Regions from separate parts of the Arachis hypogaea genome. Here region 2 is linked to region 1. Evidence: chromatin contacts called from public Hi-C data. All regions are on one chromosome and are shown on one strand. The core of a region is the stretch at or near the end of the contact, and the rest is flanking DNA. Distances in the headings are between cores, read along the strand shown.

Evidence for each region. Hi-C and Micro-C count contacts between places; a contact is called where the count stands out from the background.
Region 2: a contact with region 1 is called in a Hi-C map of leaf, with 2.1 times the contacts expected there. The contact joins two enhancer-like sites. A contact is called at or near these places in 5 of 8 Hi-C or Micro-C datasets (leaf and an unstated tissue).

What each region holds. Positions count from the first base shown.
Region 1 is chr16:126,097,698-126,103,581 of arahy.Tifrunner.gnm2.J5K5, reverse strand. It overlaps the pseudogene LOC112757500. Among protein-coding and RNA genes, the nearest start is that of LOC112761796, 19 kb to the right of the region's middle. Within about 2 kb of position 2,996, at least 1 of the 3 cell types and tissues checked has open chromatin away from gene starts, as enhancers often do.
Region 2 is chr16:126,246,498-126,252,381 of arahy.Tifrunner.gnm2.J5K5, reverse strand. It overlaps LOC112754906 (a long non-coding RNA gene), which reads left to right. Exons shown (of 5, transcript XR_011874540.1): 2 at 371-551; 3 at 649-748; 4 at 2,027-2,077; 5 at 2,176-2,582. Among protein-coding and RNA genes, the nearest start is that of LOC112754906, 7.1 kb to the left of the region's middle. Within about 2 kb of position 3,016, at least 2 of the 3 cell types and tissues checked have open chromatin away from gene starts, as enhancers often do.

The DNA of each region.
Region 1 (5,884 bases), core at 1,747-4,246:
AGTGTAAAAATGATGATAGAAGTCAAGATTTACAGGAGCTAGAAAAAGATAGTCCAGATCCACATAAATTCTTGACTCCAGAAGAATTAGAGAGTAGAAAATTGCCTCCTGAAGAAATATTATCTCTTCCAATGTTTAAGGTTTGTACTTTGAATGTAGCTCAATATCTACACATTTTATTGCTAAGTCTCATCCTTCTAGGTGTCGAAGTGCTACATTCTAAATATAGTATCTGCCTGCTGGGTTGAAAACGATTCTCATCAATGCCATAAATATAATGATTTAACATATGTTCATTGAATGTAGTGGTACCTACACTGTTCTGGCAAGTTTTATTAAATAAACAAAATATATTTCACTTAAAAATCTATTGTTTTTATATTACATTAATTTTCTCAAGGAATTTCATGCGCATCATATTGTTGTATCTTGTATCTATTGTCGTTATATCGGCCTCCATTAAGTAATGTCTAGAAATTTTTTTGTGATAATTTGTTTCTAGTAAAAGACTATTTGTAGACAGACTTGCATATCTAACCAGATTATCATATTAACTGATCAAGTTTTTCCAGTTTTCCATTAGCATTTGCAAACTGTCTTGCCTCTATTATGGAAATTGGTAACTACTTTGTGAGATCAAGTGTTGAAATAAAGAATTGTGAGTAGCTTAAAATATCCCTGTCTTGATCTTACTGAAGCTACCTTTATAAGTTTTCCTGTATACAATCTCAAATTTGTTTCAAGTGACAAAATTCTTTGTTCGCCCACTTGTTTCATCATTTTGTGGTTAATCTAACAGAACTTGACAACTGCTAATTGTTCAATGCATCTAATCTGTTATATGCTCTGACATTTCTTTTTATTTGCTTTTTTCTCAACAAAAATTTCTTTTAATATGTGAATATTTTCTAGTGGTCACGTACTTGGATATTATGAAAACATTGTAGTGCGAAATTCCATGTGTAATGAATTTGTGTTTTTGAATTGATGGATGGTGCAGAACTATACCACTGAAAATCCAGCTCCTGTGTTGTATATTAAGAGTTTGGCAAAAGATGTGGTTGGTGAAGATTTTTTTTCATATTTGGTAAGCTGCTATACTTTTAGCTGATTCAGATTTGGTTTTATCAGTACATGATTTGTGTTTAGACTAGTACATACACTTCTAAAAAAAATAATAATTACCTTAATGAGCATCTGAGTAGCCTAAAATGAATAATAACTTTACCAAATATGTGACATAATGAGTTCATTATAACATAATTATCATTCGGATGTCAATTAAGTTCTGCATATGTCTTTTGCTATGGCAGGGTGCTTGTTTGGAAGTATTGAGACTGCCAAGTCTTGCCTTCATGTAAAACTGATGCAGGTAAGAGACCTTGATTGGCTTTTAAAACGGTATGAATTTCATTTTGGTGTTGATGCCATACAAAGAGACTTCCAAAACAAATATTCGTTGGTAGCATAAGCATGACTAAAATTAATGACTAGTTCTGAGTTTCAGGAAGGAAGGATGAGAAGTCAAGCATTTTTAACATTCCCATCAATTGAGCTGGCTCATCAGGGACTGGTATATTTCTCACAGCAGACTTGCTTTCCTGTGTTTTAATTTCTGATATGTGCAACATGATTTCGTTTTCTGATTTTCCATTACGATATTTTTTATTCATTTGTCATATAGTTCTTCCAGAATTTGCTAAACCATGAGATAGGGCGATCTTATTAAATGGTTTATATCACATACCTTTGGTTTCAGAATCTAGTGAATGGATATGTATTTAAAGGCAAGCCAATGATAATCCAGTTTGGTCGAAATCCTGGTGCCACTAAAGGAACTTGATTCTGTGGGCACAGGAGGGATGCACCACTAGTTTTGTGATCTCAGATCTGAGAATCGCATGAGGTCGTTTACTCATCTCCCCTTGTCTAAATGTAAAACGATAGATGGCTAATGCTGCACCTTTATGTCGACTGGGAGATGACTCCGCTTTGAACTACATAGCTCCAGACGACATTTTGGAATGTTTGTGATATAGCATTGATCTTGATGCTGCCATTTACATTTCTCATGGAAGGGCGATTCCAGGTTGTAAAAAGTTTACTTGTATGATGAATGATGTTAAGTTTCGCAAGATAGGTTTGTAATTTGGATTAAGGTTACTATATTTAAGCACTGATGGTATTGCTTGTTTCTATAGAATCCATTCTACAAAGGATAAGCCAAGTAGAATTGTTGTTTCTATAAGCCATCGTTAATTCGTTACTGGTATAGGAGACAACTGAGGAAACACTAAATAGATTCTAGATTCTGCACTTTGTGTGAGGATCATGTGGTTGGTTAAATTTAGCATACAAAACATGATGCCTAAATTGTAAATTTAGTAATATAGAGCTACCTCTTTAAATCTTTGCTTCTTATAGCTGGATAAATGGACCCATAACATTGTGGGAAAAGCACAGTGAGCAGAATATATTAAACCAAAATTGGGGAATAGTTTAGTTTTTTATGAATTCAGTTCTTCATTTTCCCATGATATCTTGTCTCCCTCTAAATAGAACTGATGCATTGATTTCTTGATGTTTTGATTGTTGAAATGTTTATAATGTCACATCACAAGACCACCATCGTAAATTTAAGAAATGCAAATGATTATTGCTTTCTTGTGATTTACTATATAAGTATAAATTATGACATGAATTTTTTGATAAATTTACAAATAAATTGCATTTATTTATTCTCACTATATAGCTATTACAAATGTAATTTATATTATCGGTGGAAGCCAGTGATTCTAAAGTAACTAAAAATAATTAAAATATATGAATTGCGAACATTTTTGTTTGTGTATAATTTTGTTTAAATGAATGATTGATATTTTATTAGAGTACGATAAGTGTCCTCGAAATATTCATGGCTTTCATTTTTCTTAGCAATAAAAATATCTTTCAATAATTTAAAAACGTGGATAAGTACTCATTTGTTAAGAGAAACATTTTCTATTATCGTGAATGTTTGATGTGGCAAATAGAATGACGACATGGCTAGCACACTATCCTAATTTAAAACACTAATTTTTTAAATTTTAATTAAAACAAACTCCAATTTTAAAATGATTCATGATGGTGATTCCCAAATCTTTTAGATTCTCAACACCACTCTTATCCTAAACTTCTAAAACCTTCTTTATAAATTATTAAAGGGTATTTTTACCGATATAAAAAATGGGAGTCATTTTTGTCAAGAACAGAATATTTTAAGAGCATTATTTCGAAAAGCATTTTTAGTGGTTAATCATTTTTCTTATAAACCATGTGTATATCATCTAAGTTATATAAAACTTTTTGACAAATGCAACTTGGTTACGAAAGCCAAGGTAGTTATCACTCCTGTCAATAATGGTGTCCTCACTTAAAACAATAGGTTTAGTTTACCAACCAGAGAAAAGAAAACAGGATTTATCTACAGACATGTTGAATGTACAAAATGTATAGAAAGACATCCACATTAGTAAAGAAGTGGCTTAACTTAGATGGCTAATTTGGCTCATCATTGAAAGAAAGGTTAAATAAGACACATACAAAATCAACCATCTACCTAACTCAGGGATCTTACACTACATAAAAAATCAATCTGAAGCAGAAACACTGTAAGGACCATTAGTGCCTGTTCTAACAATAACAAAGAGTCCTTCCTAATCTCTATCGACAACAACAGAACTTGTTGAGTCCAGCAACTTGAAAGTTTGAGCATTGCTCTTGTCAAGGTCATATGTGAATTCTGATAGGAGAAACATCCTCTCTGGATGAATAACGGAATCCATACCGGAGCACTTGATCTGTCATATGCAACGTTCTGTTGAAAGGAAAAATATTAGTACCAAAAATTAATGGCATTAAAAGGATGTCAAAAAATTAACGAAATATAAATATTGTAGCAAAAACTTGGGTCTAAAGACAACAGAAAAACAAATCACATAAACTAATTACCCGTTGCAAAAATAATTTAACAAAAAATAAAATAAAATGATAAAAAATTTAACTATGTTGACTGTTAAAGCATGGCCGTTAGTAGGTAATATCATCCGACTTCACCCATTGGGATAAGGTTTTTTTGTTGTTGTTGTTAGTTGGTAATATGCTTCAATAATAGAAGTTGCTCTACCTAGCAATTATAAATTACGATCTAATAGTAAATGCTCGATACTGCACACTGAATTCAGTAATTTTAATGCTATAGCAGATATTCTCTCCAATTGGGCTAACAAAAATGTAACTACCACTTGCAAAATGTAAAAGATCAGGACAACTCAAACACAATACCAACAGACAAACAACACTACATAAATTGAGATGGAAATCAATTGAGGTGGAACATCTCCGAGATTTCATTGACCAGATATGATTTAACCAGAAAAAATGATAGACTGATCAAGTGATAGTGCATCCATAACCTATTGTAGTTTATAAGAGTGCTCCATCTATGTGCATCTATCTCTGAAATGACAAGGCATGGCCACGTTGATAGCAAACATGAGAAGATCCTAACCCATAGTTGAACTACTAAAATCTATATATTAATAGTTTGACTTAAATAGCAAGGCATGGTATATTCCACACAACAATCAAGCCCTTGTCTTAAGGTAAGCCAGAGTATCCTATATGCTTATAATCAAAAACACTAAAATCCAAATCTACCTTAATAGTTCTGCTTAGAAGTTTCCTTGGACTTCTTTATGCATGAAAAAACTACCAAGATTCTCCCATCCTTCCCATAATATGTGCAACAACAATTTTCGCAAAAATATTCATATATATGTAAAAATAAAAATAGAGTACATAATCATTTCAAAAATCGTTAAATCTGCTTCTTCCCCCTCTTTTTAATGTTTTATTGACTATATTGCAAAAAAAAAATTTCGTGAAGCACAGACTAATCCTCTTCGGATAAAATACAACGCAATTCAATTGTTACTGTTCCGTGATAGCTAGGAGATGTTATAGTTGGTCCTTCAAATTAGTTCCATTATTTATTTATGATGGAACTGCTTGAACTTGAGAACGGGGGTTGAATCAAGTTGGCTCAAAAAAGAACATTTCAAGTTCTGTTTTTGCGGAAGCTGATTTTGCAGGAGATTTTTTCGTTTTGTCTCATACTCAGAAAAGAAACAGAGAAGGAAAGAAGAGAAAGAGGCCAGCATGTATCCTAGTTTGGATTCTAAGTGCCATGAATCCTATGTCCAGTCTCCACCACAACCATGGTGGAATTTCCACTCTAATCAACTGATCACAATTACCAATACTATTGAATTACAACCTAATTCAACTAGTATCTACCACTAAAATTTATTCACTAAAGCTTAGCTTCCCAAGTGTTGTTCCAACTTGGAAGAGGAACCTAAACAGATTCAAACTCATAAAGTGCTAACCCAACTTGGCAAAGAGAACTAGTCCTAGTTCAACAACTCAATTACACAGAATTTCAGTGGCTTTTTCATGCATCACTCTTGCCTTTTCTCTCATGGCTTTTTCTACTCACATATTCAGTCTTTTCTTAATACGAAAGATGACACAAGATAGCCATAACAAAATAAAATTAGAAATGAAGTTTTAGTAGAAGAAAAAGAATTCAGCTCAAGTGTTGAGATGATGCTCTTGAATGTGCTCTCTTTTTCTTACTATCAAATATTGAAGTGAGGCATTTCTTATAGAACTAGATTGCTCTTCTCATTGGTTCTTCCTTGCCTCTTCCAATTCCTTGTACTATCAACCCCTTGGAGCTGTCTCTGATTGCATGCAGTCCTTGCTCCATTCTGCTCCACTAACGCTGCTTGTTGGAGGGTTTGATCCACCAACCTCTGTTGTCCTTGGAGCTGCTGTCTTC
Region 2 (5,884 bases), core at 1,767-4,266, 150 kb before region 1:
TTTGTTTTAATTAGTTTTTAAATCTAACTTTCACCCCTATTTTTTTTTTCATTTTTTAAAGAAGCTTTTCTTTATCTTTTCATTTTTTGGACTTGGAACCAGCAATTCTTTCTCCTAGTATGTTTAGAAAGCACAAAATTTTGCAATGAGTAAGCAGCCCCTCAATAGATTGAATTGATCGAGTTATTTTAGATATTTAAAAACTTATTCTCTCATAAAAAACTCTTTTATCTAACTGGTTTTTCACAATGTTGTAACCTCTCCTTTAAGTCTTCTTGCAGTCACATTTTTATATTGTCTTTGTACAGTCTTTCTATGTCTATGGCTTATCAGAGAAATTGGAGAGCCGAGACTTCTTTTTGGTTTGCAGTAGCCGCTGATTCGTAGAGAAGATGATAGATGGATCTCCATTCTCTTCGTTGGACCACGCAACATTCTTTGCAAGACAGTTGTGGTTTAAAGAGTCTCGTATACAATCATGGCTGGATGCCTTCTCTGAACACAGACACCTCACTCGAGCCATTGGTCATGTGCCTACTTCAATGATGAAGGTTTGATTGCTGCTGCCCTTACAAATTCTGAGGTCTTTTTCATATTTTTTGGATGAAACCCGATAGAGATTTCAGTTGATTATGTTAAAATTTTCAGAATTGCTTCAATGGGATCGAAGGTACATTGCTAAATTTGGTTTGAGTTTACAACAAGTACGGACACGTGGTTCTCACAGAAAATACTTGATGAGGTGAAGGTAAATATTCATGTGTTTACTCTTGTATTCATCTATGTTTGATGTATATAACTGTTCTTTATTAGCAATAAGGAGCATATAGTAGTCTATACATATATATAAGTAAATCGCTTTTCTCTTGGTTTTTATATTCATGTAATTTAAAAATGATGTCCTGTTAGAAATTGTAGGGACTACTAGATAATTAAGATGCCGCGAGATTTCTGTATTTAATTTCTTTAGGATGTTTATGATCAATGATGTACAATCTGATGCAAGAAAAAATTGTGGTTTCAAAAGGCCATGTGACAAGAGAAGCTATGATTAGCTAGCTAGTTATGATATTACATCCTTTTAGGTCTTTCTTCTTAATAAATTATTAAATTGTTCCCAAAAACCTGCAAGAATCTCTGCCTAAAATTTTATCTTTGGAGAAAAAACTTGTCTTGTGGCTTAAATGAACCATAGGACACTCAAAACCCCTCTTTAATCTGCAGAGTTTGCATGTGATGTGAAAACGCTGATGTAGCTTTTTTCACTTCTCAATATCCTCCAAAAATAATAAGTAATATTGTTATAGAACCCTTTCACACTCTGATCTTACGTGCTCCAATTCATTCCTATTTCTGCACTTGATCCCTTTTTCTTCCTTCACTAACTGACCTTGGATTCTCGCCATCAACTTGTAATCTTGCAGCCTGTTAGGGACGTGTATTATGGGATGCCCAAAGTCCGCATCACGTAGTCTGGGATGTATGAAGAACAATTAAACTTTAGAATTTTAAGTGTATGAACTTTTAATATATACAATGATCATAAACTGGTTCTCTAACACGGTCAGACCAAAGCTAGCATTAATAAGCTAGTATTATACTAACAAGCTAGCATTATACTTATCAGACTTAGAGCCTGTTAGGTTGAGCTGGATTATTAGTTTGTTAGTCAGTTAGAGTGGAGGGTCTGTTTTTGTTACACCTTCTTAGCTGATTCTATTATACTAAGCTTCTATATATAGCTAATACAGTCTCTCTTGTATACACAGAGTCTCAGTCAGTAATAATTCAATAACTCTTCTTGCATTTTAATATGCTTGCTATCTAAAAAAAATTAATTCTTCTTCCAACGAGTCACCTGCTTTCTAATTTTTAGGTTTTGAGTCTCTGGATTAATTTTGAAATTCATATACTGTAAAGGATTACAATGTATCAGGTTATATCCAAACAGTATTTGAACATTATTGTTGGTATTTTGTGCTGGCACGCTATGAAAATACTCTTGTCGTTAAACTGGATATTGCAGCACGAGAGGAATTCAAGCTCATAGAACATGGAATTGAACGACTTTGGGGATGTAAGAAAGACAACTTTTTGGCTGTTAATGTAATAAGATTATGTTCACACACTAATTCTACATATTATGGGCTTGTTTGGCTATGATGTACTTCTCAGGGTTATCTCGATCCCAGATTCAGGAGGCATCCGAAGAACCAGGGGAGGTGGTTCCATATTCAATGGAGAAAAAGGACGTCTCCTCCGATGGCTCTGATGAGGCTGATTCTGTTGGATGAAAGGCCTCGATGCTGTCATATGACCTCAATAAAACACCAGACGAGAATGAATATCCTTATAGTGGAATGTCTCCTGAAAAGAAGAGTGTGTGGCACTTGACTATGTGGGCAAAACGATACTTGAAACCTTGAGGATAGTGCAATAGTTTAGTTGAAAAATTTCGATTCAGGTTTATAGAATAGCCAAGACTTGTTTGTTGAATTTGTCATGACTTTATAATTGTTCAGATTATTATACTTACTTTTATTATTGTTCCCATTATTATTATTACCATTGTGATTACTATATTATCAAGACTGATACCCTCTATCATTTTAGTACACTATCCATTATTATTATTATTATTATTATTATTATTATTATTATTATTATTATTTTAAAATTAAAAAAAATCAATAATAAATTTATTTTCTTTAATATTTTTATTTTTCAGATTCCTCATGCGATAATCATTCCTGTAATTATACTATTTTTATGAAAATATATACTCATTATAATAAATATTATTATACTTACTATTATTATTGTTTACATTATTATTAATATTAATATGATTAATTCAGAATAAAAGAAAATTAAAAAATTGGTTTATTGCTATTCCTCTTATGAAATAAAGCAGCATTCGCGCCCCATCTCTTCTTCTCAATCCTTATACACTGTATACCACCTTAGCCCTACCTCACAGCTCTGAATACATTGAACCAACCTCCCCCAAGAGAAGCTCTCACCTCTCGTGCTCTAGCCTGTCTAGTGGTGTCAATATAACCCAAGACCCTAGGGCTGGCCCTAAACCTTTTAATTTAATTTTAGCCCACAGCCCTAAAATTACAAAAATACATCTTACAAGGCCCTGGCCCTAATGAAGCCCTAAAAAAATAATTAAAATAGGGCTGGCTCTAAAAGCTCTAAAAGCCCCAAACATGTCTCTGTCTTCTACTCTTCTCCTCTCGATGCGCCGTGCATAGCATTACTCGCTTCTCGCTTCTCAGATTGAACATCATTGCTCTGTAGCTCGTTTTCATCATTCTGTAAATTTCTTCTTCTTCTCTCCCTCTCTTTCTTTCTTATCTGCAATTTTAGTTTTCTACTCTTCTATCACTTCTTGTTTTCATTTTGCAAAGAAAAAAAAAAGCATTCATTTTGGTGAATCAATGCCATTTTCACATGTATTCCATCAATTTTCTTACGCTAACATCGTCTTCATCATTCCAACTTTTTAGCTTCTGAGTTTCTCTCTTTTTAGCTTCTTCTTCTGGGTATCTCAAGAATCTTTGAGCAACTTCTACTAGCTGCATGTTCCACTTTAATGGCTCAATCCGAACACTTGTTCATGCAGTGTTCTAACCTTCTAGGTAATCTATTGGAAAGTCATCACCTATCATGCCTAGTACCAAGAGCATGCTTACTAAACTCATTATTTCCATCTTTGTTCCTTTTGTTCAGAGTTGGATTATTATTATGTTGTAAACTTGTAATAGGATGTGGTTATGTATGTATATAGTTTATTTATTTATATTATATCATGTTTGTCTTTTGATATATCTCAAGTCTCAACGGTGACCCTTGGCTCTGAATTGAAGTCTGATTTTTCAAAATAATCATTGGGGCTATCGAAGTCTTGATTTAGTTAAGTATATTTCATCGTTTGGGTGATATAGTTCAGTTTAGAGTAGCATCTTGTACTCGATATTTTAAGCCATCTTTGTCAATATAAAAGGAAATTAGAATAAACCGGTTTAGTAAAAATTTGATTATTTGTAAAATTTGATTTGGAATATCGTTTTAGTTTTTGAAGAATAAACCAGTTTAGTAAAAATTTGAACGTTTAGAAAATTTGATTTGGAATATTGTTTTATTTTTTGACTTTATAAATAGAGTTTATTTTGTGGACCTGGTCAATGGAGTTTTGATTGTTTAAATATGATAGAGATTGTTGAAATAGAGATTGAAAAAGTAACAAAAAAAAGAGGATTATCCATGGGCAAGCCCTATGATGTTTGGCCCATGACGGCTTTTGGCCCTGCAAGATTTTTTGAAAATTTGGCCCTATAAAGTAGGGCCAAGCATATTGACACTAATAGACCTGTCTTTGCTATCGTTGACGAGGGCTGCTCATCTCGCGTTGCAGTCTCGGTCTCTAGAAGCTGCTAGCCGCGTCGCTGTCTCTGCCCACGTGGTCGTCGTCGGTTCGGGCCTGCTATTGGCCTGTCCTCTCTGCTCTGGTAACCACCAGTCTTTTTTTTCAATTTGTGATGTTAAAATGTGATTATGGTAAGTGTTCTTATTGTTAATGAGGTTTGTGTATGTTTCGATAATTGTATGCTGCTCCTCTATCTTTTGATCAAATTTGGTAACATTTAAAGAGATAATAAATTTGATCAAAGTTCTATCATGATAACCAATGCTCTGAACCTTCCAATTAATCATGTCTCATTTTTTTATGAAATCCTACTCCATCAACTTCACCAACACACAAGTAATTTTGATGAAATCCTACTCCAATTAATTATCTCATTTGTTACCAAACGCATTTCGCGTATCTATTAAATTGATTTGTGTATTTACCAATTTATGATTACTTGTCATTCTTTCACTTAGAACCTGCATTTAGTTGGATGGATTAGTATGATTAAAGCATTTGTGAGACTGTAGTTTTCAATATAGTTTTAATAAAATGCTGTTGTTTAATCTTTATGTTTGGATATATAAATTTTGATGCCTGTGTCTTGCTGCCTTCTGACCTGGACAAGGGTACAAATAACATAAAAAACCTCCCCAATTTTAGGGATAAGGTTTTATATTGTGCTCAAACCCAGAGCGTCATGCACTAGGTCACATGTCTTATAGATGTTTAATTTATCATTGTTGATGACTGCTATTCAAAATTGCTCTTGGTTTGTTAGGTAATGCTGTTAGGTAAATATATTATGATTATTGAGATCATGATAAGAAATTTTTAGTTTGTGATAAATACAAGAGTTTAATTTGATTAGCCCAAAACTATAATAATACATTTTCTTCCTATACATGGATTTGTTGCAAAATAGAGTTTGATATCCAAGAAAAAAGTTTCTAGCATGGTTAGACTTAAAATTGAGGATGAGAAATTATGATTTGTGTATTTGACCAATTTGTGATTACCTGTCCTTCTTTCATGCATTTAATTGGGTGGATTAGTATGATTAAAGAGTTTGTGAGACTGCAGTTTTCAATATAGTTTTAATAAAATGTTGTTGTTTAATCTTTGTGTTTGGATATTTCTATTCTGATGCCTGTGTCTTACTGCCTTCTGACATGGACAAGGGTACAAATAACATAAAAAACCTCCCCAATTTTATGGATAAGGTTTTATATATCTACTATGCTCAAACCCAGAGCGTCATGCACTAGGCCACATGTCTTATAGATGTTTAATTTTTCATTGTTGATGACTGTAATTCAAAATTGCTCATGGTTTGTTAGGTAATGTTGTTAGGAAAATATATAATGATTTGTTCGTCACCAGATGATCTCGGGTGCTCGATGGGTCGGGTGATGGTGAAGGGATGAGCGGGCGAGACCCTGAAGTGGCTTGGAGCGGGTTCCTGGT